Linked DNA regions of Macaca mulatta: region 2 is linked to region 1. Evidence: chromatin contacts called from public Hi-C data. All regions are on one chromosome and are shown on one strand. Each heading gives the region's core, a stretch centred on a gene start, on an enhancer-like site or on the middle of the called end of the contact. The rest is flanking DNA. Distances are from core to core; before and after follow the strand shown. Region 1 holds the start of NPHP3 (nephrocystin 3). Region 2 holds the start of CDV3 (CDV3 homolog).

What was found. A called contact is a pair of places that touch in the nucleus more often than the background predicts.
Region 2: a Hi-C map of fetal cortex germinal zone shows a contact between it and region 1, with 5 times the contacts expected there. The contact joins the promoter of CDV3 here to the promoter of NPHP3 in region 1. A contact is called at or near these places in 3 of 14 Hi-C or Micro-C datasets (fetal cortex germinal zone, fetal cortical plate and liver).

What each region holds. Positions count from the first base shown.
Region 1 is chr2:35,815,160-35,820,645 of T2T-MMU8v2.0, reverse strand. It overlaps NPHP3 (nephrocystin 3), which reads left to right and starts at 3,001. Exons shown (of 28, transcript XM_077991469.1): 1 at 3,001-3,419. The coding sequence starts at 3,027. It overlaps LOC106997117 (a long non-coding RNA gene), which reads right to left and starts at 2,440. Exons shown (of 10, transcript XR_003727106.2): 1 at 2,034-2,440.
Region 2 is chr2:36,623,602-36,629,087 of T2T-MMU8v2.0, reverse strand. CDV3 (CDV3 homolog) reads right to left here and starts at 2,856. Exons shown (of 5, transcript XM_077991474.1): 1 at 2,286-2,856; 2 at 1,455-1,531. The coding sequence starts at 2,525.

The DNA of each region.
Region 1 (5,486 bases), core at 1,752-4,251:
AGTTGTAATGGCTCAAACCAAGAGTAATTTTATTATATCTCATGATTTTGTGGGCCAGAAATGTGGGCAGAGGTTGGTTGGGTGATTTTCCTCCCTGTAGTGTATACTGAAGTCACTTAATTTCTAAATAGTGAATGCACTGGTCTGAAGAGTCCAAGATGGCTTCATTTTACATGCCTTGGTACTCTGGCTGGAAAGGTGGGCCCAGCTGAGGCTGTCACCTGGAATGCCTACGTATGACCTCTTAAGTTAGGCAGTCTCAGGTTAGTAAGTCTCTACATGGTGGCTCAACACTCCCGAGTGTTCCAAGACACAAGAAGTGGAAGTTGCCATTCTCTCAAGACCTGGCCTTGGAAACTGGCACAGTGTCATTTCTGCCACATTCCTCTGGTCCAAGTGGTCAGAGTTCACTCAGTTTCAAAGTGAGGAGTCATATACAGGCTTGCTTCATGGCCATGCAACCTCATGTGCAGTCGCGCAGGGCCCAAAACTCAAAAGCGCCCCATACTTGGCTTAATGCTCTGCTGTTGCCATCTTGAAAATATTTATAATTTTTGAATGAGGGGCATTACACATTCATTTTGCACTGGGTCCCACAAATTATGTAGCTGTCTTAGCTGTCTTTTCTATGAGAGGACTATTAAAAAAAATGTGGCCGTCTTTAGTAAGTTATAAGCCACCTGCCAAATATTTTATTCTCACTATATTTCTGTATTAAAAGTTATTCTTCCAGGCCGGGCGCGGTGGCTCAAGCCTGTAATCCCAGCACTCTGGGAGGCCGAGGCGGGCGGATCACGAGGTCAGGAGATCGAGACCATCCTGGCTAACACGGTGAAACCCCGTCTCTACTAAAAAAAATACAAAAAAAAAACTAGCCGGGCGAGGTGGCGGGCGCCTGTAGTCCCAGCTATTCGGGAGGCTGAGGCAGGAGAATGGCGTAAACCCGGGAGGCGGAGCTTGCAGTGAGCTGAGATCCGGCCACTGCACTCCAGCCCGGGCGACAGAGTGAGACTCCGTCTCAAAAAAAAAAAAAAAAAAAAAAAAAAGTTATTCTTCCAAAATGCAGACTGAAGTATGTGGGTTAAATTCAGCATGAAGAAGAAAAACAGATTATGAGGTTAGAAATAATGTCTTTTTTTTTTTTTTTTTTTTAAGACCGAGTCTCGCTCTGTCGCCCAGGCTGGAGTGCAGTGGCGCAATCTCCGCTCACTGCAAGCTCCGCCTTTCAGGCTCAGGCCATTCTGCCGCCTCAGCCTCCCGAGTAGCTGGGACTACAGGCGCCTGCCACCACGCCTGGCTAATTTTTTGTATTTTTAGTAGAGACGGATTTCACCGTGTTAGCCAGGAAGAAATAATGTCATTTTTTGAGGAATAAGAAATTTGGTCACTTTGGCATTGACCAATAGTAATCCAAGATCAGTACGCAAGTAGGGTGGAGAAATGTGGATTAGAGGCATGTCAGTGGACAGAAATGACGTGGGGGAAAGGAGAGATGCATTGTTTCAGAGCACTCAGTTCCAGACTAGAATCTGAATGTACTCTCCAAGCTGTAGGAAGTTCGCATAGTGAGTTTGGTTATTTGTTGGAGAGAATGGGTGATAGCTGGCTGTTTTATCTTATTACTCAAGCATAGTTATAGAAGTGTTCAGCCGAGGCCCATTCCAAAGGAGGTACTAAGATGCAAAAATGTTCAAAGTGTTTAGTCAGAAACCTAGTGGATGATCCTTAAACCCCTGATCCACAAGGAGAATTCAAAAATTAGGAGTTAGAGATCATAACGGATGTGAAAAGGTGGAAAGTTCTTAAGGTACTGTGATGGTGGAAATGTTTCCCTTTATCTCAGGAGACCACCTGAAGAAATTAGTATGTATACTCTGGATTTTGAAGAATGCAAAGGTCTGGCGTATGACTTCTTCCTGAAGAAAATCTAAAGGGTAAGAGAAAAGATGACTAGCCACTTTGATGGAGGGAATGAAGAAGAGATTGGTGGGCGGTCTCCAATGTCTCATGTTGCAATGAGTTAAAAAACTTACCTTGTCTAAGGATTGTCCCTGGTGGTTTCAGACCGTAAAATCTAAAAGCTCTTTCTTGGCTGGCATTATTCCTTGCTGGTCATTCTATCTACATGCAAACTAAGAGAGAGACATCGCGGGAAGCACATAGCAGGCACTCCATAAATTTTTCAGATTTCCCAACTGCTTCCAGAAAGGAGTTTCCGGTAAGGCACGGCGGCAGCGAAAGAAATAGCTGCAGCATTGGTGGAGCAGCTGGGACCCAGGCCTGTGCTCCCTGTAAGGCACGCCCGCCAGGGAGCCTCGAGCGGGGCGGAGACAACGGAGAGAAGCCCCGCGTCGGAGCACCACTCCAACAACATCCAGTCCGATGCTGGTCCTGCACAGTCGCCACTCGCCCCGTCCTTCCTGCGAGCCCCGCCCTTCTTGCTAGCCCGCCTCGCCCTTTTTGCTTTCTTGACCCACCCCGTTTGCCCTGCCCCGCCCATATACCCCGCCCCACTTGCCCGGCCCCTCTTGTTGTCCCGCCCCGTCCTGCCGCCCCGCCCCGTCCTGCCGCCCCGCCCCGTCCTGCCGCCCCGCCCCGTCCCGCCGCCCCGCCCCGTCCCGCCGCCCCGCCCCGTCCCGCTGCCCCGCCCCGTCCCGCTGCCCCGCCCCTCCGGTTGCCCCGCCCCATCCAGCACTCCCACACCGCCCCGTTCCTCTGCCCCGCCCCGTCCTGCTCCCCCGCCCCGTCCCGTTCTGCTGCCCCGCCGCGTCCTGCTGCCCCGCCCCTCTAGTTGCCCCGCCCCATCCTGTTCTCCCGCCTAGCCCCGTTCCGCTGCCTCGCCCAGTCCTGCTCTCGGGCCCCGCCCCGTTCCGCTGCCCAGCCCCGTCCTGCTTTCCAGCCCGGTCCCGCTCTTCAGCCCGGTCCTGCTCTCCAGCCTCGCTCCATCCCGCCGCCCCGCCCCGTCCCGCTCCGTTCAGCTGCTCAGCCCCGCCGGTACCCACTAGCTAGTGGCCGCCGCGGACACCATGGGGACCGCCTCGTCGCTCGTGAGCCCCGCGGGCGGGGAGGTGATCGAGGACACGTACGGGGCGGGCGGCGGCGAGGCTTGCGAGATCCCGGTGGAGGTGAAGCCCAAGGCCCGCCTGCTACGCAACTCGTTCCGCCGAGGCGCGGGGGCGGCGGCGGGGTCCGGGCCGGGGTCGCTTCCCCGCGGGGCAGGTGCGGGCGGGCTGCTGGGGGCCAGCTTCAAGTCCACCGGCTCGTCGGTGCCCGAGCTGGAGTACGCGGCGGCCGAGTACGAGCGGCTCAAGAAGGAGTACGAGATCTTCCGCGTCAGCAAGAACCAGGAGTTGTTGTCCATGGGCCGCCGCGAGGCCAAGCTGGACACAGAGAACAAGCGGCTGCGGGCCGAACTGCAGGTAACGCCGGGCCGGGCCGCGCCGCGCCGCGCCGCGACGCCGGGAGACCCCTGGGAAGCACGACCGTCCTCCTTCTCCAAACCAAGCGGCTTTGAAAGTTCGGCGGAAACTGCGTATTTTAATTTGAGAGGCCATATTCTCTTCGAGTCTGAAATGATTCCTTAATTCCCTCCCCTTTATCTGTCTCTTTTTTTGGAGACAGGGTCTCGCTGCGGTGGCACGATCGCGGCTCACTGCAGCCTGGAACTCCTGGCTCAACGATCCTCACGCCTTGGCCTCCTAAAGTTCTGGGATCACAGGAGTGAGCCACCGCGCCTGGCCCCCGCTTTTCTATTTCTGGTTTATTTATTCAGACACCTAGAAGAAATTAGCCATAAAGTGTCCTGAGGAGGCAAATGCCAATCTCCAGCTCCACTCCGGCCCCCGCGCCCACCCCCTCAGAAGGCTGGTGACATCTGTTGAAGCAACTCAACAAACTCTTCCTAGGAGTTTTATCCTCCCCCTCCCTATAAAAATTTTGCCTGGGGCTCCAAAGTGGGGCTCATGTGTCGGTTTCTTTGTGAAGTTTCATGGCTCTTGCATTGTAATGGTCTTGACATGAAATTTTCTGGAAGCCTCCTGATTCTCACCATCTTAACTGCTATGATTGAAAACCTTTTCTAGATGTAGTCAAATTTCCTTAGTCCATTTGATTAATTTACTCTAAAATTAATTATTGCATGCCCTCCATGTAGCAGGTCCATTATAATTCACTAAAATAGTATATAAAGCAGCCGGGCGTGGTGGCTCACACCTGTAATCCCAACAGTTTGCGAGGCCTAGGCGGGCGGATGACCTGAGGTCAGGAGTTCGAGATCAGCCTGGCCAACATGATGAAACTCCGTCTCTACTAAAAATACAAAAATTAGCTGCGCATGGTGGCAGGCGCCTGTAATCCCAGCTACTCGGGAGGCTGAGGCAGGAGAATGGCGTGAACTCAGGAGGCGGAGGTTGCAGTGAGCTGAGATTGCACCGAGCCGAGATTGCACCATTGCATTCCAACCTGGGCAACAGAGCGAGACTCCGTCTCCAAAAAAAAAAAAAAAAAAAAAAAAAAAAGCATATAAAGCAAGAGGTTGCTTTTCTGTGAGCAAATCTCTAAGACTTTTTGCCATCAGTTTGGGGCCCCTCTGATCGTTGTTGTGTCGTTTGTTTATTCTTCACTGTGGGAGAGACTTCTAGGCAGCCTAAGAGTTCCTGGAGTCGTTACAGTAGGGGTGAAATAAATACCTCAGACTGATTTTTCTAAAAGAGAAAAAGCCTCCTGTCTTCAAGACTAGACGTTCTTCTAGTCAGGTTTCGTTGTTGTTGTTTTTATTTTTAAACTCCCTCATTAGCGGTTGTGTAATTAATGTGGTTGTCTGGGAAGAAGTCCGTATAGCAGTTTATCTGTTGTCTTATCAGTTTTCCTACTGGGCAGCCTTAATGCACTTGCATGTATAAAATGGACTCGCGCATTTCAAGTATCTGATTTAATGTGTCCAAGCCACTGCCCAACAGACATTGTACGTTGGAAACAACTGCACGGTGGGGGTAGAAAAGGCCAGACCAAACAGGGCGGGGTGCAATAAGGGTTGGCAAGTGTCACAGTCACTCCTGTCACAAGTCCTGATTTCCTGTGAAACATACTGGTTCCTTTCTCACATATCGAGGCATGAAAAAACTCTTCTATATTTCATTCATTGAGTCAGACATTTACTGGAGACCTGCAGCGTACCAGGCACTGTGAAGTGCCCAAGGGATGGTGAGATGAATAAGACATAGTGCCAAGGGGCACACAGTCTCCTAGAACTAAGTATCCTTCAAGTTAAGCCTTATAAAATGTAATGTTTACTATCACAAAGATGGAAAAGGCATAAAGAAGTTTAAGAACTGATGCAGTGTTTCAAAAAAAGTTAATGTCCATTGAAAGCTTAATGTTGAAGTCTTTATTTGTTGTAGTTCCAGCATGCTTGCGGTTTTTTTCCATTATGTTTTGAATAAAATGGCAACATGAAGTTCCTGATAATTGGTAAAATAATAAGTAGA
Region 2 (5,486 bases), core at 1,607-4,106, 810 kb before region 1:
CAGTGAACTTGAAACCAAAATTTTATCTTCAGTAAAGTGCTACTTTTGCCAAGTTCGACATGGCCAAACACTATTCTTACAGTCACTCACGTTTTCAAGAACCTGCAGTCACTTAGGAAAAAAAAGACAAGAAGAGCCAAATTTTACAACAGAACAGGAGCCACACACACAGGTAGTTCCACAACCCCAAAAGGGAAGAACCTCACATCCGCTCCTCCCCCATTCTTTACAGGTCAAGCCCCAGGAGACAGAAAAGATGAAGATACATGAAGGAAGCCAACAAGTGGTTGGGAATCAAACTTAAGCCTAATCACTTCTACTCAACACCACTATAAAGAAATCTCAAGAGTGGAGAAGCTACCGTTCCTGAAAGTTTCCCATTATCAGTCGGGGGTTTCACTTTGGCTAAGCTCACAAAATGATGTTTTCACAGGACATTAATGCCTAGCTGTGGTAGGTATTCAACAAATTATTAACACTGCTTTTTGAAAAAGTTATCTAAAGCTATAGATACTAACATCCAGAGAGGTCAAAAGACAGTTTTCAGTTAAGGAAAGTACTTCCTCCACTGTGCCTCGCACTCACTGGCATTGCCTATAAAATGCAAGCTTCAAACTGGAGACAGTTTATCAAAATCCTTTTTTATTTAAACTGGGAGCAAAGGATTTTTTAATCTTAAAGCAGATCCATATCTTCACTTGTTTTTTTCCTACTTTATGAACCCTCCAAAATACGGCACTTAGCATCAAAGTTGACTGCCATAGACTGGACTTAACAAAATGTTAATTTCAAATCTTCTAAACTACCCAATTTTTTAAAATTACTGTTTTCTTGAACTTTAAAAAATAACATGTTTACACATATAATTCCATTCCTATTAAGTTTTAGAAAAAATTACGGATAGTGGTTGTGTTGAAGGTGAATGCAGTGAGTAGGTGTTAGGAGGCGAACCTTGTTCTGTATTAGTAATACTCAAGTTTCTTGACCTGCGTACTTACTGCACAGGTTGGTAGCACTGTGTGAACACATGAAACCTCTCTCTCTCTGTAAGTATGATATACTTCAATTACAAAAATACATTCACTTGCTTATTGGAGAGGATGTGAAAAAATCCACATTATTTTTGAAACCAAAACTAAGTACAATCACCGATGTTAACAGTGAAAATTCTGAAGTGACAAAATCCATTTTAGCTGTCTCAAATGAAAAGGCCTCACCAGAACTGGAAGTAGGCAAGCTCTCACAGGATTTTAGAGTCAGTAGCTAATTTGATGAGCACACGGAAGGGCTGCCTTCACGCAGTGAGAAAGAGTAGACAGAACCCAGTTGAGTCCTAATAAGCCTATCTAGAGCACAAGGCTACTATGATGCTGCTTTGGGGCTAAAGGAAAACCTAACTTGTATCCAGTATCTGTCCTAAAAGTTATCTAAACACATTTGTAACCAGACCATACCTTATTTGCATTGCCTGAACCCTGAGGCCGCTGTAATCAACCTCTTTTTGCTCCAATTCTTTCCACTCATCTTCGTCCTGTAAAACAAACGCCATTTGATCAATTAAAGCTATTTGTAGACATATAACTAAGCAAATAACACACTACGAAAAGTGGATCAAGTGGCTGGAACCTAAACTGAGTAGGCACTTATATACCGGTCAAAGCCCTTGCTTCGTTCTGGGGCAAACTAGGCTACATGGAGGACAAACATGCTCGTAGGCTAACACTGTACTTCCGCCGGGTTCCTGCATGAGAGCTGTTACTTTAAGCAACTAAGAAAAGCCGAAGGAAGAAGTCAGTAGGAATTTCACAACTACATTTCTACCCCAACCTTGCCACCGAGACTTTTCTTTTTCTTTCACGGGCTTAGAAACTAAGTCATCACAAAAGAGCTGCTACAAATGCGGCTGCTGAAAGCGAAAATTCAGCTCAAACTACTGGGCTGAGGTCAGCACACGGAATTACTCAGCCTAGACGTCACCCAATAAACGCTGCTCTGTGCTGGGCGCTGCGGCCCCAGACCTAGTGCCCCTGGAGGGTGGCGCCGCCTGGGCCCTGGCTAACGCCGAGCGACGCGGGGTGAGAAGGGCGGCTCCAGGGCGGGTGTCGGAAGGGGTCCCGGCCCAGGCGAGCCCTGCCCGAAGTGGGGAGCCTGCGTCACGTGGCGGCCCTCGCCCGTCCGCCCGGCCCCCGCGGCCCCTCCCGGACGCTTCCCCGGCAGGCGGGGGCGGGCACATGGGACGCCGGCGCGCGGCCCGGGCCCCGAGTGCCGGCCTCCCGGCCCCTCACCTTCGTCACAGCCTTGGTGGCGGCCCCCGGGCCCGCAGTCCCCGCGCTCGCGGTCCCGCCGTCGCCCGGCCGGGTCCCCGTGCCCGCCCCGCCGCCAGCCGCACCCGCGGCTCCACTGCTTCCGCCGGCGCTGCCCGCTGCACCCGCGGCACTCGCCGCCCGGTTGCTCCGCTCCTTCTTCTTCTTCTTGTCCCTCTTGGCAAAGAAGTTGTCCAGGCTCCGCTCCTCCGTCTCGGCCATGGCCTCGGCCTCCTCGACCCGGATGGGTGGGGCCGGCGGCGGGCGCGGCCCGCGGGGCTCCGAGCTCGGGGTCGGGGCCGGCTCTGCGCTCACGCTGCCGGGCGCGGCGACGCCTCAGCCCCGCGGGGTCGCCGAGGCGTGCGCGGCGAGGCGGGCGGCTCCCCCTGCGTGCTGGCGAGCGGTGGTACGGTCCGCCTGGGGGCTCGCGCGCCGCCGCTGTCGCCCGAGGCTGCCGGGGCTGCCGCTGCTGCTGCGACGGCGGAGCAGGATCCCGCTCTCCCCACAACCTGAGGGGAAAAGGCACGCGCGAGCCAAAGGCTCTGGCGAGAGTGCTCGGCTAGCGGCGGCGCGTGCCGGAGGAAGACGCGCGGGCGCAGACCCGGAGAGGAGGGGAAGGGGGTGGGGAGGGGAGGGAGGGGGAGGAGGGAGGGCGGGCCGCTAGAAAAGAGAGGCAGCGCCTGCGCCTGCGTACTTTGCTCTGCCTGCCGCTGTGTGATCGCCAAGGGGCGGGCGGCGGGTGGAGATGGAGGCGGAGCTGGAAAGAGAGCCAATCAGGTGCCAGGACGAAGCGCTTAGGTGACAATCCGTGACCCAGACGGGGCGGAGTCCAGGAATGGGGGCGGGGAGAGGAGGGCATATGCAAAATAAGTGACGTGCCTGACGAGTCCGGTTTCCTGATTGGCGGAGGGTTTAGTCTTGAGGGCGGGCATTTTGAGGGCTGGTTGATGACTTGGCTAAAGAGGTTCAGCAGGAGGGGCAGTGGGTTGCTTTTGGGCGCATGCGCAGGATGCACGTGTGTTTCCTGGCCCGGAACAAACCGTGGCCCCATAGTAGTCGTTTGAACTTTCGCGAAACGGAGAGGCACTGCGTTAAGCCAACTGTGTTAAAGATTGTTCCTCTCCTCTGATCGTTTCTGTACTTCCACCCTCTCTGGTGTGGCAACCATTACTTTTTTTCTTTACAGGTTGATTGTGAAAGTGAGAGGAGCAGTGATCCTGAAGTTTGGGTCCCATTTATTAAAAGATCTTTCATAGGCCGGTTTTTAGGTAGGGATTTTGTCTGAACTCTACCCTCTGGATTATGTTTACCAAGCTCAAGTTCAATAAATTCTATCTTCAAGTCCCTAATCTGTAAAGTGGGTATACTAGCTCTTACAAGATACGGGGGAGGAAGGGAAGAGAATCAGCATTAGCTCCCCACCACATTGCTTAACGTCCTGACTTGAGTCTAGATGATGATGCAGTTTATCCTTAGCTTCTGTCCCTGATAAAAGGAGGAGACTGTCTTATCATAGGGGTGGAGACCAAAATGCCCAGGCGAAAGCCCGGTTTAAATGGGTTTAAAGACCATTTAAATACCCTTGGGGCCTTGAAAATGAAATGAATTCTATATGCAAAAGGTGGTCTAAAGTAAGCTCTTAAACTTTCTACTTCCTCCTTCTAAAAGCAGGAGAGGGAGCTGTCACAACCACTGAGGAAATGACTCAGACAAATGTTGGTAGCCCTATGGGGTAGATAGAACTCAGCCAGTAAATGGAGTGACTTCTTCGCCTTTTCCTTTACAGTTACCCCATTAAAGTTTCTCTTTTCCTACCCCTTGCTTACACTGCTATTAAAGAACTAACTAATGGCTGAGCGCGGTGGCTCACACCGCTAATGCCAGCACTTTGGGAGGCTGAGGCAGGCGGATTACCTGAGGTCAGGAGTTCGAGACCAACCTGACCAAAATAATAAAACCCCATCTCTACTAAAAATACAAAAATTAGCCGGGCGTGGTGGCTAACGCCTGTAATCCCAGCTACTCGGGAGGCTGAGGCAGGAGAATTGCTTGAACCTGGGGGACACGGAAGTTGCAGTGAGCTGAGATCGCGCCATTGCACTCCAGCCTGGGCAACAACAGCGGAACTCCGTCTAAAGAAAAAAAAAAAAAAAGAAAAATAATCTAACTTCTGAACGTCAAATAAATCAAGGACCTAGCCTTGGCCAGCAAGTAGCTTGAGCTTACACATATACTATTCCTCAAACATAAACAGCTGCCAAGGTGACTTCCTTCTATGACAACATGTATCTTCCTGTGATGCAGGTCAGGTTTAGTACTGCCCATCACCGTTACCCTCCCTTACCATGGCTAATCAAATTCATTTCCTTTCTTTTTTTTCTTTCCTTCTTTCTTTCTCCCTTCCTATTTTCTTCCTTCCCCCTCTTTCCTCCTTCCTCCCTCCCTCTCTTTCATTTATTTATTTGTTTACTTACTTATTTTTTGAGACAAAATCTTGCTCTTGTCACCAGGCTGGAGTGCAATGGCACGATCTCGGCTCACTGCAACCTCTGCCTCCCAGGATCAAGCGATTCTCCTGCCTTAGCCTCCCGAGTAGCTGGGATTACAGGTGCCCACCACCACACCCAGCTAAGTTTTGTATTTTTAGTACAGACAGGGTTTCACCATGTTGGCCAGGCTGGTCTCGAACTCCTGACCCTCGTGATCCACCTGCCTCGGCCTCCCAAAGTGTTGGGATTACAGGTGTGAGTCACCACACCCAGCCCCCTCCCTCTCTTTCTTTCCTCTTCTATGAAGCACTTATTTAGCTATATTTAGGGCAAAGAGCTTTATTCAAAAGTGAGTAATTTGTGATTCCTGCCTTCAATTCCCTTATAATCTAGAAGAGAAGATCTAGATATAAATGAGTTTGTTATTTATATATTTCTTAAGTCCTTATCAATTCATCGTCTTGAAAGAATTAATGACTTGAGAAAATACACAGAAGGAACAGTCGTTGAGGGCTGACACTGCAGAATTTCCCACTACATTTTTCAGTGTGATTGATGGCATGCTCCCAGAACTTGATCATGTGTAAGAAATTCAGGTCAAGCCAGTAGAGAGAACAGCGTCTTTGTGGTTGTGTCATTGTTTGTAGTAATTCTCTCCTCTGTGAAGCTAGTCCCTTACTCTTTGAATCACCTG